4 separate regions of the Mus musculus genome follow, and all the other regions are linked to region 1. Evidence: chromatin contacts called from public HiCAR-type and promoter capture Hi-C data. All regions are on one chromosome and are shown on one strand. Each heading gives the region's core, a stretch centred on a gene start, on an enhancer-like site or on the middle of the called end of the contact. The rest is flanking DNA. Distances are from core to core; before and after follow the strand shown.

Region 1 (6,730 bases), core at 2,184-4,683:
CACAAGTGTCAGGAATGTTCCCGCTGGCACCCTCTGGCTCCAGGCCTTGGTCACCATTATGTGGCACCCCAAGTTCAAGGCCTGCATTTTCAGGGCATCTGTCTTTCCAGACAGTAGCCCCCCTGAGTTGCCACCTGGATCTGTGTGTTGAGATCGCCCTGCTCATAGGGACTATCTCTACAGCCTCATGCCTAAAGCTTGCCTTCTGTTTACAGCCCACTGGGTCATCCCAGGGGAGCCCCTGCCTGCTACCCTGAGGAACCTGATGTGGACTGGACAGTGGACCTGGAGCAAGCATCCACTCTGGCCTGCATCTGGCCTGTGGGGCCAACAGGGTAGGCTTGGGAGGGGAGCAGGGCAGCAGCCCACTCGGCTCACCAGAGCCAGTTGGTAAGCAGCCTTACATGGAGGGGACATGGCTAGGTGATGACCGGCTCTCCCAAAAGCCACCACCAAAAAGCCAAAAACAGGTTGAACTGTGGGCACAGGCTGCTGGATAAACAGTGCCCTTTCTACTACTCCCCCACCAAGCCACAGCCCCCACCTCTCCTCTTCCTCAACTCTCCCTAGAGGAGAACTCTGCCAAGCACTTGCGCTTCTCCTTGGGGGACCAACGCAGCTTTCTTACCAAGCTGCACTGTGTTCCAGCAGTGCTGGGCCTTGTGTTCAGCTACTCTTGGAGCCAGGAGGCTTAACCCTGGGGGGTAAGTGTTCTGGGATTAATTGCCTCCTCCAGCCCTGAACGAGCAGGCCAAGCTCCAGTAACAGGACTCAGAGAACTTAGTGTAGTGTCACACAGAAGGGGAGGGCGGCTCTGGCCGTGACTGCCTGTGGGCATACCCACAGGGTCAACTCTAGGAAAAGAAAAGGGGGAGTCAGGTGTGGGGTACACACTTCAGATCCCAGCAGTTCCAACACTGGACTACACAGCCAAACAGTGTCTCAAAAACCAAATAAATAAGAGAAAAACGATGAGTGTCTGGGCTGCCTGAACTGGAACAGAAACAAACAAGGGGTGCGGGCGAGCCTGAGACTCTCTGGGCTGCTGCTGGGGCAGAGCCTGCCCCTCCCTCAGGGCCTGGGGCCTACCCCTAGTGTCAGGTTCCTTGCTCGCCCCACAGCTGCTGCCCCTTCCCCAGGGGCCACTGCTTCAGAGGCTGGAAGATCTGATGCCACAGCCCCACCTTCCTACCCAGAACAGAGATGGAACTCCATGATCGACCCCTCCCACCCCTGGACCAGCAGGCCTTCTCAGAGAACAAAGGGACAGGGGCCTAGAGACCCCAAAGACTGGATGTGAGAGGGATACGCCCCCAAACTACTTTGTTCAAGCTTATATCCCAAATAGACCCTTGCCCAGGGGCTATCTTCTCCCAGTACAACACACACACACACACACACACACACACACACACACACACGGCCACATTCTACAGGACAAGTAGAAAGTCAATCAGTGATGTCTCCCAACCCAACACGTCCCATAGTGTCTGACCCCATAGTGTCTGAGCAGGCCCTGGTAGGCTGTGTCCCCTTGTGTGTAACTTAGGGGTTGTCAGGGGCTGCCTTCCACACCTGAGGTAGGATTAGGAACCGGTAAGAGGACACAGGGAAAGCCCCTCCCCAGACACAGAAGAGGCATGCCAGGTTCCAGGTCTCCCCTCTGATTTACGGGTCCACGTGCCCACAGTCCCCCAGATAATCCTGTCAAACAAGCCTGTCCCAACAGACAACTGGCCTGGCACCATGAAAAAAGAGTTTCTTTTAAGATGATTTTGAAAGAGACCTTCCAAAGGAGATGATGCGAGCGGGAGCTTGGGAATGATGCTGAGAGAGAGAGGACCACCAGACCCTAGCCTCCGCCTTTACTGTGTTGGGGCATCCAGATGAGTCAGCCTGCTCCAGGGTAAAGCCAAGTCAGAAACACTGTGGTGGGCCTGGCATGGTGGCCCCAGCCTTTAGGAGGTAGACAGGAGAATGAGTTCATGGGTTCTTCTTAGTTCATAGACAGTCTAAGACCGACCTGGGCTATGTGGGACCCTCCTTAAAAAAATTAATAAATGGGCTGGTAAAATGCCTAAGAGGGTGATAGTGCTGTCTCAGGAGCCAGGCAGCCTGAGACCTGTCCCCAGGAACCATGTAAAAAGCTGAATGCAGCCCTCCTACTTGGAGATGGGAGGCATCTGATATATTGCCCGATAGCTCAGGGACAGTCAGCCAGGAATATGTAGCATTGCAGAAATAAGATGAAAGGAAAGAACTAACTTCTGAAAGTTTGCACACACACACACACACACACACACACACACACACACTCGTTAAAAAGTGACAAAAATGTTTTAGATTACCATGGACCCTTGAGGGCAAAGGTCCAACTGCTGCGGTTGTGCGCTGTGTGCTTCTGCCAGTGCAGCTCCAAGCGGGATGCAGGGGGAATTCAGACGTGGGAAACCCACAGCTCTAGGAAGAAAACCGGCCCAGGGCCCTGTGGTTCAGCAGGAACTAGAGGAAGGCTTTAGCGACTGCTGTTCTAAAGTGATCAAGGACTCACCAGAGCTGAGTGTGGTGGTGTAGTCCTACAATCCCAGCTCCTAGAGGCTGAGGGAGGAAGATGGCTAGTTCAAAGCCAACCTAAGCAATTTAGTGAACTCTTGTTTCAGAAAAAGAGGAGAGGTCTCACAGTGTAGCTCAAAGGTAGAATACTTGCCTGGCAAGCATATGCACGGTCCTAATGTTCAATCCCACCATCACAAATCATACACACACACACATTAAATTTGTTATAGAGCCTACCAAGAACTCAGCTAAAGTCTCAACTTCTTGTCTATGAAATGGGAGTATTATGACTACATTGAAGGCGTTGGTAGATCAAATGTAATAAATTGTGTTCTTAGTTAACAATATATACAATACCTACTTTGTGCCAGGTACAGTGCTAGTCTCCCTCCTCCCCCCCGCCCCCCACCAAACACATCACTACAAGACACGAAGAACACTTTCCAAGACAGGTGGTGTGGCGTGGTTATTATGAAAGATATGACGTCCTATCTTCCATATTCAGTGAGCACCCGGCTGAAAGAGGGAGCGGCTTGGACGCAGCGCCCCCTAATGGCAGCAGTGGGAAGGATCTCCCGGATGCGCAGCCGCCCTCCGCTCTCCAGTTCTCCCGCCGCCTGCAGAGCTGCGGTCCCGGCGCTCGCTGCGGGATCCAGCTTCGAGCCATCTGGGAGGCAGGCGCGATGACAGTCTCCATCTCAGCAAGGGGAAACTGAGGTTCGGGACCCGAGTCCCACCCAAAGCCTGCGGCGAGAGCGTGTCGGAGGCGAGAGTGTGTGCACGCGGGACGGGAACCGAGCTGCGGGCGACGGGCGGCGCACAGGCGGGGCCTCTCCGTCCCGCCCCGCCCCGACCCCGCCCGGCCCGGTCCCGCCCGCCGGGCTGCGCGGGGAGGCGGCGGCACTGGGCGCGGGGACTCGGCGGGCGGCGCGAAGCGCGGAGCGGGAGCCGGAGCCGCCGCCGCCGCCACCTGCGCGGCAGCCAACAAGGTAGGGTGGGACCGGGCCGGGCGGGACGCTCGCTGCGCCCGGGCTGCGGCTCTGTGGCGGGAGGGATGCTGTCCCCGGCGTCGCGGAGACCTATCCTCCAGACCCCCGCACGATCTCACACAAAGCTCTGCCCCGCTCCAGTCCTCAGTTTCCCCATCGGGATACTGGTGCGGCCGCTCCCTCAGTGGGTGACTAGGAGCAGCGACCCCCAGGTTCGCGCTCCAGAGGTTAGGGGCCAGTCCTTACCGCCCGCGCCTCTTGCGGCGGTGAGCGGCCCGCCCTGGGCGCGGCAGCCAGTCTCGACAGGCCCCGGTGTGGCCCAGGTGCCCCGTGGACCCGAGTCGTGATTGTTCCTGTCCTGGCTGGGTTACCCGCGGGGGCCTCAGCTTCCAGTCCCGGGAAACGGTGGAGGAGGAAGCATCCCTGAGTCCCTGCCGAGGCGACCTGGGCGCGCGGGTGGGGCGAGCAGTCTGCTACCCAGACCAGGCTCATCGCCTGGAGCTGGAGGAGGAGCCCCGCGCTGGCAATGGCCAGATCTCAGCCTCAGACCTGCCTGGACCCGAGCCGAGCAAACACCCACCTGCATTCGGGCAATGGAGAAGGACGTCCTGGTCCGCGCCCTGGCCAGCTGCCGGAGCCCAGTTCTGCGTACCAGCCTGGTGGGACAGGGTTGGTACTACCACACTCGGTCCTCAGTCCACTTGCCAGGAAAACAGTGTCTCCGGGGGTTGGGGGACTGAGCATGTATCTAGGGGTGCAGTGACTCCAGGATCTTTAAAGACCTCTGGTGTAGGGCTGGGAAGTTCTATAAGATGCCTTTTGATGAAGGTCTTATGTTGCATTCTTCTCGAGATGGGGACTCTCACTAGCGAAACTGGGGAATCTGGTCCCACTGTGGCTGCAATCCTGATAGTGTCCCTTAGCTAGCATGTGGCCCTTCTGTCTCAGAGCCTGCTCTTCTGCGAATGCTCCAGGGACTTGTTCATAACCACCTGTGCCTCAGCACAGGAATGTGTCCTTACACGTCCCTCGCCTCCAGACATCTCTTGAGGGATGTGGAGGGAGAGAAAGGCTTAAGCCCATCTCTGGACACTTCTGCCTCATTTCCTGACATCTGTCCCCACTAAGGAACAGGCTCAGCACCTCCTGATCGCCTGTCTCCCTCTCCCTCACCCAAGGACTTTCTTAAGGCTAAAAGAGGAGACCCTTCCCTTTCCCCAGGCCAGCGCCGGTAGTGAGCCCTACGTCATCTAAGTGTACAGGCAGAGGGCTGGGTGGGCATCATAGGGTGCTGTGCGTTGCCAGGGCCAAAGCAGTGTGGCAGGGGACCTTGCCCTGTGGCCCCAACCTGGAGCTTCGCTGCAAATGAGTGTTATTATCCCCTCATAAAGGGAGACTAAGTATAAGTGTGGCTGCCAGAGCCCAGCGCCAGCTCGAAAGCCTAAGTACCACCTGAGTCCCCTGTCATTGGGAACGTTTGTGATCTGGGAGGCTACAGTGATGGCGCATGAGCAGGCAGGTCCTGATTATTACAAAGTCATCCCGAACTTTAAAAATGTACTGTGGAGTTGTGGATTCTCTGACCTGAAAGGGTCTCTAGAAACCATCTCATCCCAGGCCCTTATTCTAGGGGCAGTCTAGAAACCGTCTATCTCATCCAACGCTCGTATTCTATGGGCATATAATCACCTGTCCCAGGAGGGGGTGTGCCTGGTAAAGGCCACACAACAAACCAGCCAGGAATCCTAATTCCAAGAATGGGGTGCTTAGCAGCTAGGGTGCAGCTCAGTCGGCAGAGTTCCATCCCCAAAACCGAATCGACCGAACTTGGAGATTCACTTGGAGGATGGGGAATTCATCCACCAAAGCCAGGCTATCCTCTGCTACAAATGGAGATCAAGGATAGCCTGGGGTACATGAGACCCAAGGGGTGGGGGTGGGGACATAAAACATATCATAAATGAAACAGTCTCATTGCTTCGTAAAAGCAACAGGATATAAACATAGAAGGTTAAAAAAACCGTGCTGGTAGCCGGGTGGTGGTGGTGCACGCCTTTAATCCCAGCACTCGGGAGGCAGAAGCTGGCGGATTTCTGAGTTCGAGGCCAGCCTGGTCTACAAAGTGAGTTCCAGGACAGCCAGGGCTATACAGAGAAACCCTGTCTCGACAAACCAAAAAAAAAAAAAAAAAAAAAAAAAAAAAAACGTGCTGGCAAGGTTGCAAGCTTTTGCCTGAGGTGTGTCATTTTGTAGAGTAACCATAGAAACAAAAGTCTGTGAAATGGATCTACCTGCCCTTTGCTCCCAGGCCTCTCCTTCGGGGACTTCACCCCTGAGGAGGTCACTAGAGAGACACGGGTGTATTACTGCTATCCTGGAGTGTCCTGACAGTGAAGAAACATTCTGAGACTTCTGGGACACTGAAAAAAAGGCTAAGAGGCAACGGCAAGATAATACATACACACACACACACACACACACACACACACACATACATGGCCCAAGTGGTCTGGAGGAAAGACCGTGAGACAGGGTGGCAGACACAAACCCTGTCCCCTCTGTGATCTCTGGCCTGCTGGTTTCCACCTCAGTTTCTCCATCTGGGAAGTGGGCGTGGCCTCGATGGTGACTGAGTCTGCACAGCTCAGCAATGGAGCCTTCTACAGGAGGAGCAGAGTGCTCTGGACATCCAGAAACTGCTGTCCTCCCTCCCTTCCCCAGAGATAAGTGCATTCCCTTGGGGAGGGCGGCCAGATCCCCCCAAGAGACCCTGCTTGAAGCTTTTGCTCTTTTCAAATAGCCCTGGATCAGACCTTGGAGAGCGTTCCCTCTTCTCTGCCAGGCAAGAGAAGACCCCAGGTGATGCTGCAGTTTTCATTTTGATGCAGAGGGCAGGGGAGGGGAGTGTCGTGTGTGTGTGTGTGTGTGTGTGTGTGTGTGTGTGTGTGTGTGTGTGTGTGTGTGTGTGTGTGTGTGTGCTCTTCCTCAGGGCAGTGAGGAGGCACTTGGCACTCCCACTCCATCCAAAGGGCCAAGATCTCTCTCTCTCTCTCTCTCTCTCTGGATTCCTTCTGCTGCTTATGCATTAGCCTAAACCACTCCAGAAAGGCTTATAGCAAACCTTTAAAATAATAATAATAGCAGTAGTAATGAATTCATGTGGTTCAACCTAAGCAGAAAAAGAT
Region 2 (6,730 bases), core at 3,059-5,558, 1.9 Mb before region 1:
TTACTAGGTGGCTACTCCATTCTGACGCTGCCTTTGATTACAGTTCACAGGTTTTCTGCCTCTTTCAGAGAAGTGTCACTAAGCCACCTCTGTGGCAGTAGCCAACATGTCTGTGTCTCTGGAAGTCTTACGTGGATTCTATCTTTAAGCACTCACATCTATCATCCCCTACTCTGTCCATTTGTTGTCTTTGATATATGGAAGTAGTTGCTTCCTGTGGTTGTTCACTGGTGGTAGCTCATTGTCCTTTCTTCCATTTTTGACATTTCAAGTAAGCATTTGATCCTTTTTTCCCCCTTGTTTGTTTCTGTTTGTATTTTCCTGCAGTAGGGTTCTCCCTATGTAGCCCAGGCAATAACTTTGAAACTGAAGGGCACTAGCTTAATGACTAGCAATTCAACTCCACAAAAATGTATGGCTTAAGCTAGGATTTTTGTCATGCTTCAGAGCATAGATAAAAAGGGAAAGAAGTTGTTAATATATTGTAGAGATGTAGGGATACAGATCTTGACATCTATACAGATGGCATTGTGTCCCCTGAAGGGCATTTTGACATTTTAACTTCCAGTTTCCTTGGATGTGTTGATTTGGAAATGAGGTCTTCATAGGAATGATCAAGTTAGGATGAGGTCATTAGGGCATGTTCAATCTTATGTGATTGGTGGTATCTTTATGAGACACTAGGAGTAGCCAGTAAGAAGCAGACTCCCTGTTGGGCAGACTGGCAGGGGAGCCATGGTGAAGTAAGAAAGGTGGTAGATTTCCAAGAGGGCCAACTTGTTCCTCACCCTCCTGACTTGAGCCAAAAGCCTGGCAGCTTAAAATTAAGGCTTTGTAAGATTTTGTCTCCTATTGGGAGACAAAAGCCTACAAAGCCCAATAGGAGACAAAATCTGAGATAAGCCAATAGGCCCCCTGCTGATGGACAGGCTCAAGGCCTGCTTAGGCCATGTCACACAACAGTTCTGGGCCAATCAAACCGTTCTAGCTTTCTTCAAACTGACCAACACTAAACACTTGAGAGGACCACTAGGCCTCAAGACTGGATTTGTGCTTTGCAGTGGGTCCTTTTTCTCTCTGCATCTGCTCATCCCCCAATAAACATCTTTTCTAAACCGTTGTTTCTGTTTGCCGTGCTACGTATTGTGCTTCAGATTTTTCCTGCCTGAATACAAACCTGATCAAGACCCTCAGGCTGTCTCATTTCAAAGACCCCTTAGTTTGCATTATTTATGAAAGTAGGAAGCTTGAACACATACACACAGAGGCATACCTACAGGGTAGTCGATGTGCACAATACAGAGAATAGGATCTGCAATGAATATCTAAGGCTTCCAGGAGCAAGGAGTGGAATAGGGCAGATTCTCTCTCTTAGTCTGAAGAGCAATCAACATTGTTGATGTCTTGATTTCTAGTGACTCCAGTCTCCAGAACTGAAGGCCAATGTATTTCTATTATTTTAGCCAATTGGTTTTGTAAGGGCCAAAGAAATGAACACTTGTGTGGCCAATTAGCGAGTGTTAGGAATACACTCCTCTTTACATTCTAGAATGCCTGTTTACTGTAAACAGTGCTTTTCTGGCCTAGGTCAAGAAATCTTGCTAATTAGTATTGTTATGTAACAAAGATCTCTAAGTAGATATTCCTTGTAATTGTAGAATTTGTCACTTACAAGTTGAGAAGTCCAGTCTTTATGCTCACAGTTTTCATGTTTTAGAGTAGAGACAATAAACTAGCAGCCTGTTCATAACTGTTTTGTTGGCACACACAGTTTTAAAACTCAGGGGGAATGTTATCTGTTTGGCAATTGTGTCAGTCACTTTTTATGGCTCTGACAAAAACCACCTGAGATAAACAATTTAAAAGAGGAAAGATTCACTCTGGTTCATGGTTTCATAGGGTTCACTTCATGGCCAACCGGCTTTGCTGGTTTGGCCCTGTGGCACCTAGAAAAGACAGGCTCACTTTGAAGTGGCCGAGAAGGAGAGAGAGAGAGAGAGAGAGAGAGAGAGAGAGAGAGAGGCATACTCAAAAGGGCCAGGAGCGCTTCACCCCCACCAGCCTTTCCTTCTAACCAAAACTACTTCTTATTGCTTATTCAGTCTGAACTTATCAATGGTAAGCTAATTAAATCATCCATGGAGTTAGCGTCAATCACCTCTCAATGGTGTGGTTAGCTGGGGACCAACTTCAAATCCAAAGAACACTACCCATATTTAAAGACTAGATTTCTTATAAACATTTCTGGGGGTTTAATTTTGCTCTGCATTCCTTCAGGGTAAATATTGCCCATTGTTCGAAAGTGACTGCTTTTTTTTTTTCCCACACCATTAATATTTATATTAGCCACACACAAAGCCACCAGGCCTGCTTTTCTCTGAGTCTATAATCTCTGTTCTACACCAAAATAGGAAACAAAAGAACTATGGCTGAACATTACCAAATAGCATGTGTTTTGTTGATATTTATTGTGGGCCTACTATGCTCCATACACTATTTTAGGTATTTAGGATATAGACTGAACCAAACAGAGGTGCAACATGAAACATATATTTTAGTGGTGAGTGAGGGGGACAGGTAGTAAGCGGTATGTAAATTATACAGTACATTAGAAGGTGGTACACCCTAAGAAAGAAAAATGTTGAGCAGAGGAAGGAAATGTCTATATGTAGGACAATATGTTATGATTTTTAATTCAGGCCACCAGGATAGGCATACCTTGAAGGTAGAAGATGTTTGAGCAAATTCAAGTGAGGGAAATTTGTCCAGTGGATTTACTGGGTTGTGTACTTCAGGCAGATAGGAATATAAAGAAAAGGTCTAACTAGAAAGATAAAGGGGTACACGTCTCTTGTATTTAAGGAGAGCAAAGAAGTGAAGGTCACAGGAACAGAGAGAAAAGGGAACATAGCAAAACAGTGCTCAGAGGACTGCAAAGGACTGTTCCAATATGGTAGGATTTGAGGCCATCAGAAGGACTCTAGATTTGGGGGGGTAAGTGACATGGGGAACCACCGAAGAGTTTTATAGTGACATGCTTTGCCATATATAAAAAAATATTCCGAGAACTGCTCTGCAAATGTTAGACTGTATGGGGTCTAAGATGGAGAGAAATGTGTTCCCGGCTCTTTCCTCTGATCGGGGTGATGTGGACCTTGAAGGTAGCCAGGGAGATGGTGATTAATAGTGGAAGTCAGAGCCAGCTGGTTTTTCTCCTGGGTTAGAAGCCACATGGTCTCAGAAAGATGCCAGCTTTTAAGGTTTGGCTTGAGTAACTGGCAGGATGGGATGCTATTTAAGGTGAAGAGGTTGTAGGAAAATATTTCAGAATGGATGTGCAGAGTTATCTTTTAGTCCTTGTTGATACTGAGATAGATATACATTGCAAAGCTGAAGGGAGAAGTTCTGAATAAGCTGGTAGCATTTTGGAGTTTAGGGGGCATATCTAGGTGGCATAAGCCTTTATAATTTTTTTTTTATTTTATAGTTTTACATATAATGTCATCAACTCCCAAGGCAGGTGCGGTGGGGGAGGGGAGGTTGTCTGTGTGGTGGCTTTTTGGCTTTATTCTTTATTCATTAACACAGAGGAGGTGTGACCTTAATTCTGATGCTTGGGTCTCCTGAATTTAGTTATTATCGTTTTATCCCTACTTCGTATATTGAACCTCAATATAAGGTATTAGGCTTTTCTAGTTCTTATATGTAGGAAGCTGCAAAGACAAATTTGACTCTAGGCTGACACTCTATCTGTATGCTTTTCCTTATATGTGGCTAAGTCAATCTTTAGATGGTTTTGTTTTCAAGATTTCTTTCTTCACATCTTCTTTGTAGGCATTTTAATGTCTCAAATTTCTCTAAATCCACTTACTTTGATTAGTAGAAGTTAATTATATGCTGAAAATGTTGAATTGGGGAAAACCCTGTCCTAGGTTTCCGGGACTCTGCCACAAGGTATAGTTTGTAACCTCTTAGCATTTGTCTATTTGCCTTTAGTCCAGGTTACCCTTCCCAGAAATGCTATCTTTGCTGTCCGAAACTTTTTCCTTCCTCAATTAAGCTCAGTTTATACTTTTCTCTAGCTCCAGGTTTGAAGAACTGAAGTCCTTGGGGGGAGAAGACCGCCTTTCAAGCTGTAACCAGCCAACATCCTCCAAGCCAAGGATGCTGGAAGACCTGACTCGGCTTGCTGGACCCTAGACCCTCCTCTCTTTCCTCCAGCTTCCGGCGCAGCCCCTCTTAGAGGGGGCGTGGCGTGCAAATCTGGACCCGCCCTCCGGCTGCGCGCGATTGCGACCTGCGGTCACGTGAGCGCGGCGAGGGAGGGCCCCCACTTCCGGGCGGCGGAAGGAGACGCGTCCGCGTGAGGACGAGGCGATTTGAAAACACGCTCTGGGAGCGAGCGGAAAGCCTGCGGCCGGCGGTTCACGGCGTGCTCCTGCGGGGCTTGACGGTCGCTCGCTCTCCGCCGCGTCTCCGCGTTCCGGGTCCGTCCGGGCTCTCAGGTGAGCGGCGTCTGTCTGTCCTGCACGGCTCTTCTGGGGCGCGGACACGCGAGGCCCAGGCGGAGGGACGGACTGTGGCGGCGGGTAGGGCGGCCGGGGTCCTAGCTGTCCCCCCACCCCGAGCGTGAGAGCCGGCCGAGGGGCTTCCGAAACGCCTCAAGCGGCCGCGGTCCGATTCGGAGGCTCGGCGGGTGTTAGGCCGGCGTGTGGGGGTCGGGCCAGAGACTCCACTCGACGTCCACTGAGGTATAGGAACCATGGTTTTTCTTTGGGAAAAAAAAAAAAAAAGACAAACGGAGTTTCCATTTTTGGTGTGCGAGCTCGAAAACGGGCGGGCGGATCTGATCGCTGCCCTCCTCCCCCTCCCCTTGACGGAGGACCCTCTCTTTCTGCCCCCTCGAATTTGGGGAACTTTGGAGACGCGAAGGGTTGGAGAGAATCACCGTAGGCCAACTGCTGCAATGCTTACTTTCTCTCCTTGATTTCTTCCTTTCTTTTGGAGAGCGGGAATAGTTGGAAATAAGGAGGAAAGGTAATGGGCTGGCCGCAGGGCAAACTACTTGGGAGTCTGCTTAAGTTGCAGTCTTTCTTCCGCTCAGGTTAGCATTAAGACTGACCTGCAGCAGGCATGTGTATGTGTATGTGTATGTGTATGTGAGTTTTCAAGCTTACCAAAAAGGTGATCAAGTCCAGTGAGAGCTCAGGCTCCGAGGCTGGAGTTAGCTTCCTTGTACTATCTACTGCTGTAAAAGTGGTCTAGTCTAGTAGAGCTATTTGACTTCCAGTGTTACGAAAATCTTTAAATGGAAATAATAGCAGCATCTAATGGAACTTTAACCAAGTTCCTAGTGGGAAAAAAATTGTCAGTATGTTTCTGTAAATAATTGTCGAGATTTAAAAGTTATTAGCCCTCATAATTTTCCTAGCAGACTGATGAGAGTGTACTTGAAGTGATACGGCACAACTTACTGAGAATGAGGTCTGATGTAGATTGCTAGAGACAGACCGACCGACCCATCATCACACGTGAAAGAGTGCCTAGAGGATAATGCAAGATGTCACAGGGTCAATTTTTCTTTCTTGTGAACCGTTTTCTTTTATCTCTGGAAACACTACTGATAAAATTGTAAGAAAAAACTTACAGAGTATGCTTGCTTAATAGGTAAAAACCAGCTTTGTATTAAAAGGGATGAGTCCCGGGGCTTTCTGGGTGTGTGAGGCTTGTATGTTTGGTAGGTGTTGGTCCTGAGGCTGACTAACACATGCATGTGTGCTTGAAACAACTGTCAGCTTACAGCTCTGGGTATGGTAAGCATGGACAGGGCAATTACTTATTTAATCTGGTAAAATCTGGTAACTGTACCTTGGCTTATAGATACATAACCACAGTAGAAAATATGTTTGGATAAGAATCACACCGATTCTAGAAATAGTTTTTTTTTTTAAATGGAGATGGTATTTTGCTGTATTGATCAGGTTCCTCAAAGTGCCTGAGCTCAAGCAGTCTTTCTGCAGGTCTAGTATTGACACAGGCAAATGCACTGTGCTCCCTTTAAAGCCAGCTCTTAGCCTCTTGTGTAGTAGGCAACTTCTACTTAAGGGGTCCTAAGGTCATAAATCTATGAATTTGGATATGCTGTCTTAGCAGAATTCATTCATTCATCCATTCATTCTATCAGCACTGTAAACTTTTATTTATTTACTTTTAAATCTCCCATGTGTAGCATTATGACTTTATGACCTAAGGTAATTCTGTTAGACCAGAAGTGCTCAACTGGGTGTGCAGTGGAAGACAGAATTTATTATTTTTGAAGAATGTGAAAGGAGCTTTAAGAAAAGCTGGAGAGGGTTGTGGGAGCCACCTGAGTGCCTGCCGAGGCTTGGTGCCTTGGCATGGTTAGGGAGTGCCCCATTTATAAAGAATAAGAGCAAGGAAAGCTCCCTGTCCTTGTCACATCTGTGTGTAGAAAGCTGTCTGATGACCATGGCCAGGGGCTCATAGAGGAGACAGTGTAGACAAAGCATTTACCAGTGGGAAGCTTGAGTAGTAATCGGGTAGAAATAAGGACTATTTAAAGCCAGTGACTTTGGAATGGGCAGGAAGCATGCAGATTAAAGGGTTGGTGAGCAAGAAAATTGGAATGGAAGGTGAAAGAATGTAATGGAGAATGAAGAAAAGTACAAGGTGATCTGGTTGTGCTTGAGTTGTTTACTTAGTGGCCTGA
Region 3 (6,730 bases), core at 2,121-4,620, 1.7 Mb before region 1:
CTAAGATTAATACATTCGAAGGTCATATGATTCCATACAATACTTGTTGAGGTTAGCCAGCGTCCTGCTTTAAGTTACTCCATATTGAGTAAAATGGAGGGTTTTCGGCCTGTGCCTGGTCCTGAGACACTCCACTTTATTAGCTGCTTTTGAACTCTGTTTTGAGGGTAGATGATGACTGTGCTCTTGGATGGAAGTAAAACACTAACTCCTGCCCAGCTACCACTGAAGCACAGACTGATCAATGACTTACTCCTGAGAACAGAGAGGGCGGCATCCTATACACTTTTCAAGGTATACTGAGACCATGGGAGGATATGAGCATATTAAAATCATACCAAGGAAGCCACTTACTGGACATGTCAGACCAAGGGTGGGTTGTAACTTCCTAACCATGGGGTGGAAGACACCCAGCAACGCAGGGGCAATGACCCCCCACCAGACTATCTTCTGAGTTCTAGTGGATGTGTGCACTAAGGACTGGCAAGCACAGTTCTTAGCTTTCCTTGAGGGTCAGCTGGGTCCCTGGGTGTTTGACTTGGCCTACTTGACTGCTATCTGCCCATCCACCTATGAGCCTGTCTGGACCCAAATCCACTATTCCTCTTCTAATCTGGTTCTGTCCTCTTGTTTCTGCAGCCAACTACATCTTTGCCCTCTACCCTGACTCTCTTGTGGTCTGATTTGAACAGCCAACGGCTTGCTCTAAAACTGTTTTAGGGTTGTTACTTATCAAGACAGAATATGCTTGAATTTTTGATCAGCCCACTCCTGAGCTTGCACTGTCATAGCTTCTTTACATTGTATTCATTCTATAAACCACATATCTGCATATTTACTGTGTGCCATTTTGATATGAGAGTTAATAATAGTAATTGAGATCAGAATAAAAAAAAAAACAAACTACATATGCCCTGGCCAGATTACCAAAGTAGGTGGGATTAGCTAGCAAAAGGCTACCATTGGAACCATTATACTTTGTGATTTTATTGTCATTTACTAAAATCTGACATTGTAGAAAGCCTTAAACATGCTTGCATATGTTTCTGACGTAGTTCTTTCGAAACTGACAAGGATTATTGAATTGTTCTAATTTAGAAAATAGTAAATTATAGTAAAGGTTAGCTTTTCATTTAATTTGCTGACAATGTTAGTAAACATCTGGCAAAAAAAAAAAAAAACAAAAAACCAGAAGTGTTGGGAGCCACTTCTGTTTTGTCTGAGCATGTCTGACATGGTAGAACGAAGAGTGTCATGTAGGATTGTAGCAAAATCACTTGAGAGACTACAAAACAATGAGTGAAGTGAAAGTAGACTACATTTGAGTTCCTGGCTCAGTTGTGTTAATGATCACAGAGTGTCTTTAGATCTTAGTAAATATGAAAAATTAAAACGGTTAACTGTTTATTTAACAAGTAGAGTGCCAACTATTCTAGGTACTGTTCTGAATTCTAAAACATCATTGTGGATCCAACGTGAACAGAGTTTTAGGCCTGCTAGACCACAAAAAAACCTTACTTGCTACTTTGAAAAATGTTAAAATAGTTATTTCTATTTCTTTAATAATTATATTGCTTAACCACAATTCTAGCAGTCAGCACAGTAATAGGTATTCAGCTGGTGCTAAGTGAAAGCTATGAAATGTCATGGGTGAGTCTCAAGTCCAAAGGGTAAATCAGACCAAAGTTTAGCTTCAGGGAATAATGAGTTCTGTTCTTTTCTTCCTTCCTTTCTTTTCTTTCTTTTCTCTCCCTTTATTTTTTGAAAGATAGGGTCTTGAAATTCAAAGACTAGGTTGCCTGGGAATTTATTATGTAGCCCACACTGGCCTTAAACTCCTGATCCTTCCATCTCAACCTCTCAAGTGCTGGGAGGACAAGCATATACCACCATAACCAATCCTACTGTTTATCAATTTCTTATTTTAATGAAACTTGGGTTTGGTCAGAGAACATGATGAATGTTACATTGATAAGGCCACTGCCTTAGGAAATAGTGGGTTTAAGTATTGGCTCCACTACACTTTAATTTTGTCTCCCTGGGAAAGCCATTCCTCTAGGTGCTGTTGCTAGTTCTTCATCATTTTCTTCTTCTTCTTCTTCTTCTTCTTCTTCTTCTTCTTCTTCTTCTTCTTCTTCTTTCTCCTCCTCCTCCTCTTCCTCCTCCTCCTTCTTCTCCTTTAGCAGAGATGCTCATTTCCTTGTTGTCCCCACCCCAATAAATAATTTTTTATAGAAAGAAATCAAAGCCACTTTGTTAGTGCTTTAAAATGTATCATCATCATTAAATAATTATAAAATAAGCCTGTGCAATAAACACTCTAATTACTGCTATGCAAACGTAGTGGTGCTGAGCTCACACACAGAAAAAAGAAATTCTGCTTAGGAAGAAAGATTTGGTGACTGTGACAGATGTCAGGGGAATCAAATGTCAGAAGTGGTGACACTTGAGATGGCAAGCCAGAAAGAAAAAGGGTAAGGCCACTTCAGGCAGCAGGAAGGCTGAAGCAAAGAACTGGAGTAGGGAGAATCACAAATGAAGAATGCCTCCTAAGTAGTGATGATGTGGCTAACTTTCCAGGCACGTGGATCTAGCTGGATGTTCACAGAAGATTCTGGAAAGCTACCATACACCAAGTTAAAATCCTTTATTACTTGGTTACTTCGTAATTGTACTGTAAGAAGTGGTCACGGCCACTTGGGCACTGCGCTTTACAGTTTACAGCATGCTTTCCCATCCCTGTTCTCTTCGTTTCACGGACCCTCTGAAACAACCCTGGGTAAGTGATTGACCGAAGCCCCAGTGGTGATTCTCCTTATATAACGGAGGAAGTAGCACAGAAAGAAGAGGCAGCAGCTTGGAGGCCAGGGATGGAGGCTCAGGCCACACCTCAGATCAGGCGGGCCAAGAAAACGCAGCAGCAGCCCGGGGCGGTGCTCTCCATCCTACCCGAGCCGCCGATGCTGGACCGCTTCCTACTCACCCCTGACTCCAAGAATGGCGTCCCGGGGCCGCCCCAGGAGGCACAACCCTCACGGGGCCGCCCCTACCGCCAAGCCAGGCCACTGCGCCCACAGGAACAGACCCCAGGACACTAGAGCCCGGGAGCTCTGAAGAAGTAGCCTGGGGCTCCAGGCTGCACAGCCCTCTGGGAATTGTAGTTCCCGTCCCGGAGGCACAGAGGTACGCGGTCCCTTCCAATCCCGAAGAGCCCCGCGCACAGATGGCTTGGCCGTCGTGGGCACAGGGCTTACTGGGAAAGAGAGTCCCAGCTCTCCGATGACATGGTCAATGAAACTACAGTATGGACTACATTTCCCGACGTGCTTCGAGATGGGCAGGACCCGGAAGTGAGGGCGTGAGAGGCCTCTCTGGAAGTTGTCCCGGGTGTTCGCCGCTGGAGCTCCGGGTCGAGAGGACGAGGTGCCGCTGCCGCCGGCCCCGGAGCCCAGCCCTTTTCTAGCCCGGTCCAGTCCCAGCCGCCACCTCCTGACCCCGCCGTCGACCCCGTCGTTACCATGAATCCTGCGGTCTTCCTGTCTTTAGCAGACCTCAGATGCTCCTTGCTGCTCCTGGTGAGTGTATGTCGGGGTGACAAACCCTCCGACTGTGTCCCTGAACGCCTCCCGCCCTCCGCGAGGGGGAACGGTGCAGCCCCCTGCTTGCCTCGACTCTCCTCCGCTGGCGAGGCGTGCACCCCCGGGCACTACCTTCACTTTGGCCGTTCTTTTGGCTCCTTAAGCCTGCGGTCCACAAGGCCTGCGAAAGCACAGTCAGGGCTTGGAACCTGCAAATAGGAGAATTCGCCTTGGGGGGAGTGAGTGATCCGTGGGAGGGAGGTCACCGCTGAGGCCCCTGGAGTTCGTTTCAGTTTTGTGGACGTTGAGGACCTGCTTGGGGCACCAGAATCCTAAGGGACCTAGGGTACACCTAATGTTTTCTCCCACATGGAGGGGCGTTAGAAGCCGACAGGTGTTGGGGTCGTGTGAATCTCTCTCTGGATCCTTGAAACCGGCTGGCAAAGCCCTCTGTTGTGGCTTAATGTGATTGGTTGGAAACCCGGAACTGGAGTCTGGTTTGGTGTCGACTGGGAGAATAGGAATTTGAAAAGGTGGAGGATGTGATTATCTGACAGGCTCTGCTAGAGCCTCCTGCTAGCCTTGTTGCAACCTCTGCACCCTAGAAGCATACATAAATCTTGGTCAGTGCTCTGAACTGGAGAATAACCAGCTCTCCTGCATACCTAGGTGCTTGGTACTTCCCTGCCTGCCCAACACCATCCCATCTTAGAAAAGAATCTTCCCCCAGTTCTTCTTCTGAAGTCTATCTTGAGTATGCAACTTACTTGGCCTCTTCTTAAGGTCAAATTGAGACAAAAACTGAAGGTCTAACTCCATATGTGAACATGAGAGGAATTTAATTGGACCGTAATGACAGCATTTGAGAATACTTGAATTGTGGTAGATTCTTAGAAAGCTAAGATTAGCATCATTGAATATAAATTACTTTCTTCACAGCTTAAGAATAATAATTAACTTGCAAGAAGCTGTGTAGTTGGTTACAGGCGAAACTGAGTCTAGAAATAGATTTCTTAATTTGTAGTGTGTATTCCCCCGTATCACATAAAAAGTTTAATGTCTGCACTTAAAATACTTTTCATTCTCATTATGGCTTGAAAGCCATTTTTTAAAAAGCTATATATAATACTCTGCTTTTTTCAAAATAAAGTAGTGTAAACTAAATGAAATGAAAATAGTTCTGAAGGCTACAGTTGTGTATAAACGAGGCCACATATGTCTTCTTAGCACTTGTAAGTATATAGCAGTAAATTACTTCTATATAGAGGATCTCTCTCTCTCTCTTCTCTCTCTCTGTCTGTCTCTGTCACTCTCTGTCTCTCTGTCTCTCCCTCCCTCCTCTCTCTCTCTCTCTCTCTCTCTCTCTCTCTCTGTGTGTGTGTGTGTGTATGTGTGTTATTATGTACTGTGGCACCTTCTAGAACTGTTGCATTAATAAGAGGCCATATACTTCTTAAGGATACTAATTACTAATCTTTTCCTCAGCCTTAAAAAGAGTTGTCTGTTAGAAATTATTTTTAGGTGACTGAGAAGTTCAAAGATCAACATTCTTAAGAAATTGAAACATTGAAACATTTCTGTAGGAAAATGTCACTAGAGCTAAGTTTAAGAAGAGTGAGGTCCAGGGCAGCCAAGGCTATACAGAGAAACCCTGTCTCAAAAACCAACAAACAAAACCAAACAGAATGAGGACATTTATTTCTAAGTAACACAGACTTTTTCTAGAGAATTTATCAACCCTGTTAAATACCTAAGTGAAGATTTCTTCTCCAATAAAGCCTACATTTTCCTAAAGTCTAGTTAAAAACACATTGTGTGTTTGTCTTTCCAAGCAAAGATAGATGATAGGACCAGAAGAAGCCCAGAAGCCATTTCAGAGAACTCCTGTGAAGATGAATGGTCTGAAAGCAAAGCCTCAGAAGTTCTCATAAACCAGAAGCACAAGTCAAGTTAGCGCCCATGTGAGCATAGTATTTGCTTACTTAGTTCTAATCATTTTAAACTCGTCTTAAACTAGCTTAGCAAATATTCATAGAGCATTGGTTTAATCTCAACAGTGTGTAGCCTGTCTGACTGCTAATTCAGTCACAGTGACGGAACCTGCTTACTCAGTATCCCACCTGTCTAATGAATAATCCTCTGAGTTCCCTTCAGGCTTCAACTTGATGCCTTTCACAGGCAGACATAGAAAACTCCAGCTCCCGTTTAGCTTAGGTCATCATTTTTTCCCTTAAGTGGTTGGCTCTCAACATCCATATATCCTCTTACCATAGTAAGAAGCACTCTACCTCAGTTTTAAAGACCTACTAAGACCTTCTTAAATATGTAGGGATCATAAAATAATAGCTGAAGTTATAACACTAAATTTCAGGAATCAAATGACAATTTTTTTCCCCTTATCTCAAAAGTATTCTAGGGGGAAAAAAAGTATTCTAGACTACATCACTGTATGCCTTGAAAGCCTTCCTGCATGGGCATCAAACCACAGACTCTGTGATGACTCTTTCATTGAGTGCTATTGGCCCTCTCTCCTTTGTGTCAGAGACAGGTTGCTTGAGAACTGAAGCGGTTTCTTTTCTGCTTACCTTCCCTAGCTTGTGCTCTCTGCGCTGGTCGTGTGTAAGTTTTGAAAATGTGAGGTAAGAGAGGGATGGATAAATCTGAATGGAGTTGTGTCAGATATTCTCTGTTAACTTTAGAGATTTTAACCCTTTATTCCAGTTGTTTTATTGACGATGTCATCTCACTAATCTCTTGATTCTAAGACTCTAGGTTGTTACTAGCTCTGGTAGTCCTGGGCTTCTATAAGCTAATACCTTCATTACTGTTGCTTTTGTTTTTTTATTTTTCTATATGTATAGGAAGCCAAGAAAATAGTACCTGGTTTAGGAAGCTAAGTAATTAGAGAGCTAAGTAAACACTGGTAGAGTCTGCTGAGTTTAATTTTTAAGATTTTTGTAGGTGTCAGTTTTAGTCATTAATGTCAACAATAAAAGTGTTCAATCTTCAAAAAAATACTATTGGAAGCCCTTAATTAGATTCATAGCAGGTGGGTTATTTATCCTTTTTATATAACTTTTTAAATGTAACCTATGGGTTACACTATGGGCTGCTCTTTAAAATTAGTTGAGACAGTTTTAATAAAACACAGT
Region 4 (6,730 bases), core at 2,865-5,364, 1.6 Mb after region 1:
CCCTTTTGGGGCACCTCTTTGCCAGGATGGCATAGTCACTGGAAGTCCTCTGCACTGGCTGCTTTCTTACTGGTAAGAGAGTGAGGAGGATTCCCAGAATTACCACAGGCAAGGATGCAAAAGATAGAGATTCTGTCTGGGAAAAAGAAGGGTTACCCATGGGCCAGCTGGGTCAGAATTGTAGTGCATCCCAACGTTGCTCAATTAGCTGACAGTCGTCAAAAATACACGGACAACATACATATATGTATACATTAAATAATAACTGAATTGGGACAGAAAGAATGTTAGGAACCTTTTTCAAGTAGCAATCTAAAGTCAAAAATTTACAGTGGCCTTCTTTGGGATTAAAAGCATGAATTATTAAAAGTATGTAAAATTAGCCAGGCGTGGTGGCACACGCCTTTGATCCCAGCAGAGGCAAAGGCAGGCGGATTTCTGAGTTCGAGGCCAGCCTGGTCTACAAAGTGAGTTCCAGGACAGCCAGGGCTATACAGAGAAACCCTGTCTCAAAAAACCAAACAAACAAAAGTAAGTAAATTTTACCATAAGAATCTTTGCTTCTTAAATTTAGTTTGGAAATTCAGAAACATCTTGCATTCTCTTTGAGTGTGTTTTTAAGAAAAGGAAAATTTGAATTTTAAGTTGGGGGTGGGGCTGAAACTTTTCCTGTTTTCTAGGGCAATATCTCCATCTGCTGGTGTTTCAGGATATTGCCGATGGAGGAGGAAATGCAAGGGAGAGCCTGGTTTGCAGGGATTACCCAGAGCTCAGAAACCAACCATTGTTCATCTTATTTCTCCGCTTCCTTTCTTGCACCAACATCTCTCTCCCATTCTCCTCTTCTGTGTCACCTTGATCTTCTGTCTTCTCCTCTCTTCTTCCTTTCTCTTCTTTCTCAGTCGATGCAGGCTGCCTGAGCAAGTCTTTGTAAGGCTAACTTCAGAGTGGATGGATTTTTGTTTGTTTCCTTTGCACGGAGCTAAATCTGCTACAGCTTCAATCCCTAACTGAAGCTCTGATCTTTGGGGCCATGGAGAGATTAACCATGTTCCTGTGCCAGAGGCTTGCAAAAATCCCTTCTCTTCCTCTTCTTCCGCTTTTTCTTTCTCCTATGCTTTCCATTCACCAGCTTCAACAACTCCTCCCAGCACTCTGTTGTTTCTCACACACCAACACTTAAAAACAGTTCTTTTTCATCCTCTGGGATGCCATACACCACTATACCTAGATCTGATGTCCCACATGCATCAGTACCAATCTGCCAGCAAGCTGCACAGAGCAGAGAGTCCATCCTCAACTCCCCGCCCTACAGACCACTATGTGCTCTTATTTAGTTATTTACTGACAGGGTCTTGGTATATGTCCCTGGCTGGCCTCAATGCACTCCATAGATCAGGCTGGCCTCTAATGGGTCAGTGGAATGTTGGCTTCCTAGTATTTGCCTGATTGTGTTCATTTCCACATATTTATACTTCTTGATAACTTTGGAATAGCAGTAAACAAAACAATAACTTTTCTTTGATAGGTTCTTATTTTAAGGCTACCCTTACACTCAGCAAGTAGCCCAGGTTAACTCAGAACTAGAACTCCCCTTCATTCTTCTGCTGATAGTCAGGATATAGGTGTGTACCCACACTCACAACAGAGAACAACAAAGGTGACTTTGCTAAATTGATGCTTTTAACTTTGTTAATGTTAAGTCACAACATTCTTGCAATATTCTTTAATAAAAAGATGAATTGGGGCCAATGAGGTGGTTCCGTGGGAAAAGGCACTTGCTGTGAAAGATTAGCAACTGAGCTCAACCCCTATAAACATCAAAGCGGAGACAGAAACAACTGCAGCAAGCTTTTCTCTATGTGCTGAGGCACCTGCATGCATGCACATGTGCACATACACACACGTACAACAATAACAGTAATAAATGAAACATGGCAAAAAAATTTAAAATAAAAACAAAGAGCTAGGCGGTGGTGGCACACGCCTTTGATCCCAGCACTCGGGAGGCAGAAGCATGCAGATTTCTGAGTTTGAGGCCAGCCTGGTCTACAAAGTGAGTTCCAGGACAGCCAGGGCTATACAGAGAAACCCTGTCTCAAAAAACAAAAACAAAAACAACAAAAAAAAGAATCAGTGCTTTATATTAAATCTTGTTAAACATATAAGTGTTCTCATTTTCATGACATTTATTAAATCATTAAAACAATTACCAAAATAACACATATTGGATGTATACTAGTATAAAACACAGAAACTATGGATAATAAAATTGTAGTAACCCATAATCTCACATCCCTTTAAGAGAGCCATTGCTAACATTCTGTTTCATCTCTTGGGTTTATCTCTGTGCATATGCACTTTTTCTTCTTTAACAGGGTCTTACTATATAATCCTGCTTGGTCTGTAACACATTGTGTAGACCAGGCTGGTCTCAAACTCAAACTCATAGTGGTCCATCTGCTTCTGCCTCCCAGTACTGGGATAAAATGTGTGAGCTACCACACCAGGTTCTATTTTTGTGTAATTATTATTCTACTGTATTCGGCTCTGTATGCTCTCTTAAAAAACATTTTGTAGTGGGAGTGGATGGTAGAAAAGGGAGAGAATGTCAGGAGCTAAAGGGTTAATCTGGAAAGGAAACTGGGATGAGGGAAAGGGGAGGGTATTGAGGGCATCCTCTTCCCCATTTTAACTGGTCAATAAAGGCTGAGGCCTGTAATTGGGCAGGGGAGGGGAGAGGTGGGAGGTCTTGGAGAGTAGGGACAGGTAGAGAGGAGAAGGGAAGGGGAGAGGACTGAAGAAGAGGAGGAGCAGAACCACGTGGCCAGGAGAAACTGCAAATAGCAAAGGGTCTCGCAGCTGGGGAATAAGTTAGCACAGTGCTAGAGCTGTCCAGTCTAGGTACATAGCTTATATTTATAACTGGATTGTGTGGTTTTTATATGGGTTTATTGGGGTTGGGAACTGGTGCAAACTAAGGATGGATGAAGCCCTAGGAAACCCTATTAGCTTGTGAACCAACTAAGAATTTTATACTATCCTTCACTTGGGAAAAGGGATTGCTTGCTTATTAATTGACTTAGTAGGGCTCATCCCTTGTGGCCTGTCCATTCTCACGCAGGCGTGAACTGAGCACAAGGACAGCTGAGCCCAAGCCAGGAGGTAGCTTTAGTCTACGGTTTGTTTGAATTCTTCCCAGGACTTTCCGAAACCATGGTGATAAGCCCAGTAAACACTTCCTCTTCCAAACTGCTTTGTTCAGTTTTATCAAAGTAACAGGAAAGCTATCTAGAACACATAATCTTGATTTTACTGCTCGGTGGTATACCGCAAGAGGCCAAGGCGGCAGCCGGGCCTTCCTCTTTCCCACCCGGTCCAGCAGACTCTTTTGCGGCATTGATAAGAGGGCTGAGCCCTGAAGTTTTAAGGTGGTGGCGACTGTAAACTTGATTCTGGAGTTGATGGCTTGGTGGGCACACGTCGGACTGAGTTCCGACCCTCCCGTTGCTATGCTGGACGTCTGGGCAACTGAGACGCGATGCGGGCGACGATCCACCCAACCACCATTAGACCGACGGCATTTCCTACTCATTGTGAAGCTCGCCATTCGTCTCACTCGGCTTCTTGGGGTTCCGTTTACATCTTTTCTCAAACCTACAAGTTAGAAGTAATCTCCAGCTCACAGCGAGAGGAAGTCACCTGTCCTTCAGACTCCAGGTCACAGTCAGCGCGAGCCAATGGAGGGACTCAGGGCTGGCAGTAGTCATTGCGATTGGCTCAAGTAGACGGAAAACACTAGCTTTCCTTATTCATGCTGAGTTCTGATTGGGCGTGACATAAAATAGCTTTTCTACAGGCCAAACCTGGTGTTGCTAAGTGATAAGTCCCGCCTTCAAAGATCTTTGAGAACAGTTTTACGGGCTGTAAGGCAAATTGTGATTGGTCAGAGCGCTCACGGATGCTGTGGTAGTAAACACAGCCGGGGTCCTGGGATGGCGGATTGGTCAGATTTTCAGAACGTCACTCCTACTGTGGCCCCGCCCTCCTGATGATTGGCCATTGGAGGCCTGTGGAGGCGGTGACATGGGTACCTCACATCCGTTTACTGTAGGCCTCCGCCGGGTCCTCAAAGAACCGCGCGAACGGGCTGAAGGAGCCGGGAGCGAGGGGCGGGGCGGGCGGAAGTCACAGCCGGGGAAGCCAGTCTGGACCTTCCCGCCTCCTTCCTCAGGGTCGGTCCGAGCGGAGGAGGGCCACCGCCTCCTCCTGCGAGGAGAAGGGGGGCGGAGCCCGGCTCAGGTGAGGCGACCCTATCAGCTAGAGTGGCCTGGGCGCGCGCGCGCGGGGCGCGCTCACGTGCAGGCGGTTGTGCACCGGGAGCGCGCCGAGGCATCGGGGAGCGCGCAGCCGTTCCGGGGCCGCCTGTCCACCCTGTCTTACTGCTGAGGGGTATTGTTACCCTTCGCCTCGGTGGGGCCAGGAGGGTGGTAGCTCAGTTCTTGTGCGCAGGCGTCCCCTGTGTCCCGACGCCCGGCTGTCGGTGCGGGGTGGGCAGGGACTAGTGCCCTGCAGATCTGCTGCTGGACATGGAGCCTCTCGGGATGCTGTGGGAACCCGCGCTCGGGATCTGCATCCTAGCGGGATGAGCCGAGGAGCGGCTGCCCTGCGGGATGGAGGCGAGTGGCTCTCTTGATCCTGCCCTGGGTCCTCCTGAGCGATGAGGTTTCGTTTCATCAGAGCAAGGCCATAAGCTGTCTGGATTCGGGAGCCAGCGGCCGACGACAGGGGTGGAGTCAGCGTTTGGGAATGCCCCAACTTGTTAGACAAAAGTGTTTAGTAGGCATTTATTGAATGGCCACTTCTTCCAGGCTTCGTGCGAGGAGCTGTGGGGTGCGGTGGTAAGAGACAGCGGTCCCATCTTCCCCTGGAGGACCGACTGCTTAGCACATAAACAACAGTAGAAATAAGGGAGCGGTTTAAGGGTTTCTGCTTTGTTTTGTTTTTCTAAAGTGCCACTTACTATGGTCAGTCTGCGTCCGAGCATCGTGGCGAACACTGTAGGAACCACATTTTGGTTATTTTTATTTTTGGAGGAAAATTTTTGGGTCAAAGACTCTTGATTACCTTAGTAGCGTGATCTGAGTCTAGGTAATTAAAATTAATAAAATTCGCAATTTTCAAGGACTGAAAGAAAAACATTTCCAAAATATGTTCTTGTACTGCTGAGTTGAATTTACATACATTTAGGTTTTTAGAGATTGAAGGGAATACTGTGCCTTACTCGTTCGTGATTTGTCTTTGTATGACATGTGTACTTTATATGGTTTTAAAAAGTGGACCGGGCACTTCGTTAGTTTGCTAGAGATTTTTGCTTTCATTTTCTGAAAAGTCTCGTGGTTGGCAGTAAGCTAAAGGCTTACTGGGTAGGGGAAAGGAGATGGGCAAAAGAGAGTGTTAAGAGAAAAGCTTGCAAGCTAAAGGAAGGCCACTTTAACCCTTCTGGAAATCTCAGCGAGCTTGGGAAGAGGAGAGACAGAGCTGGCCTCTGCTGCAGCCTTGGTGACCCGCCAGGTAAGGTCAATAGATCGAGGGCTCATTCTGGGCACTGGGGTTTTGCTAAGTAAATGGAAGTAGGACTTTGTGAGAAGTCTGTTTTCGGAAGATTTGCTTTTTTTTCCCCCTTCCCTAAAAGTTGGGTGAAAACAAAACTTTTTTTTTGTCTGCTGGGGTGCTGGCCGTTTTTTATTCTAGATGTGTTTCCAGCAGAATTCTGCTGAATTGATGAGTAATGAGATTTTGGGGAAAAGCATTTTAAAGAAGGGGTGTTTCCCTAATTTTAAGGGTCAGTGTGTTCAGAAGAGACTACTCTAGACTATCCAATTAGAATTAAATTTAATTAGAATTTTTTAAAAAATTATTTGGACAGCAAAATGCACTTTTTAGTATTTAAAGTTCTTAACATTAGTTCCATCCTATTAAAAATCCTGTGCTGAGTGAGCGGCAGACGGTGCCTCCGTGCTGATAGACTCCTGAGTCAGCCTCCAGTTTTCCTAAGAAAGGGGGAAAAAAAGAACCCAAAATACAGCTTCCATGTTAACTTGCAACTCAGCTGATTTCTCAGAATGTAAATTAGCTGTAAATGCGTTTTCCTTGTGTTAGTTGTGAGCATGTGTGCTGACTGCACCTGCCCTTTATTAACAGGGATGCTATCTGCTGACTCCCTCGGTGTGGCAGGTGGGATGGGGTGCGAGCAGCACCACACTGTCTGTCTAAGGTGACTTCCTATGCTTAAAGACCAGACGCTTAGAATTCCTGCTCCTTACTGTTTCCTGGGCATGCCTTGGGGTTTTAGGTATCGTTCTTGTGGCTAAAAAGTTTTTATTATGGCAACTGGAGAGATGGCTCAGTGGTTAAGGGCAGTACCTGGTCTTCTTTTGATGCCAGCACCCACATGGTAGCTCACATTTGTAACTCCAGTCCCAAGGGATCTCACACCTCTTCTGGCCTCCCCATGCACATGGTGCATAGACAGACTTGCAGGCAGCTGAACGACCAAGCCAGCTCAGTCAGTCGGCGAGGCTGAAGCGGCTTTATCTTTTTCCCAGCCTGCTTTTATATCATTCTAGGCTCATCCAGACACATGGTCAGTTCTTAGATCAAAGACAAAGGAATAAAGCGAAGTAGTAAGCAAAGAGATCACGCAAGGTGGTAATCAAGCAAAGCAGTC

What was found. Promoter capture Hi-C pulls out the DNA fragments that hold promoters and counts their contacts. HiCAR-type assays count read pairs that join an accessible place to other places. Capture Hi-C pulls out chosen DNA fragments and counts their contacts.
Region 2: a promoter capture Hi-C map of liver shows a contact between it and region 1, with 5 times the contacts expected there. The contact joins the promoter of Tex10 here to the promoter of Coro2a in region 1. A contact is called at or near these places in 3 of 39 promoter capture datasets (the 3T3-L1 cell line, liver and stem cell-derived epiblast-like cells) and 1 of 115 datasets of contacts at active chromatin or transcription factors (pancreatic cancer cells).
Region 3: a HiCAR-type map of astrocytes shows a contact between it and region 1, with 2.4 times the contacts expected there. The contact joins the promoter of Erp44 here to the promoter of Coro2a in region 1. A contact is called at or near these places in 1 of 39 promoter capture datasets (hippocampal neurons) and 1 of 115 datasets of contacts at active chromatin or transcription factors (astrocytes).
Region 4: a promoter capture Hi-C map of adipose tissue shows a contact between it and region 1, with 2.9 times the contacts expected there. The contact joins the promoter of Zbtb5 here to the promoter of Coro2a in region 1. A contact is called at or near these places in 4 of 39 promoter capture datasets (hippocampal neurons, liver and pre-B cells), 1 of 484 Hi-C or Micro-C datasets (B cells), 1 of 115 datasets of contacts at active chromatin or transcription factors (pancreatic cancer cells) and 1 of 9 other capture datasets (adipose tissue).

What each region holds. Positions count from the first base shown.
Region 1 is chr4:46,598,632-46,605,361 of GRCm38.p6, reverse strand. It overlaps Coro2a (coronin, actin binding protein 2A), which reads left to right and starts at 3,433. Exons shown (of 12, transcript NM_001164804.1): 1 at 3,433-3,545. Tbc1d2 (TBC1 domain family, member 2) reads left to right here. Exons shown (of 13, transcript NM_198664.3): 13 at 1-972.
Region 2 is chr4:48,471,041-48,477,770 of GRCm38.p6, reverse strand. It overlaps Tex10 (testis expressed gene 10), which reads left to right and starts at 4,308. Exons shown (of 15, transcript NM_001355740.1): 1 at 4,308-4,505.
Region 3 is chr4:48,276,229-48,282,958 of GRCm38.p6, reverse strand. Erp44 (endoplasmic reticulum protein 44) reads left to right here and starts at 3,370. Exons shown (of 12, transcript NM_029572.3): 1 at 3,370-3,575. The coding sequence starts at 3,519. It overlaps Invs (inversin), which reads right to left and starts at 3,199. Exons shown (of 17, transcript NM_010569.4): 1 at 2,984-3,199.
Region 4 is chr4:45,009,796-45,016,525 of GRCm38.p6, reverse strand. Zbtb5 (zinc finger and BTB domain containing 5) reads left to right here and starts at 4,114. Exons shown (of 2, transcript NM_173399.3): 1 at 4,114-4,302. It overlaps 1700055D18Rik (RIKEN cDNA 1700055D18 gene), which reads right to left and starts at 3,716. Exons shown (of 1, transcript NR_166789.1): 1 at 2,175-3,716.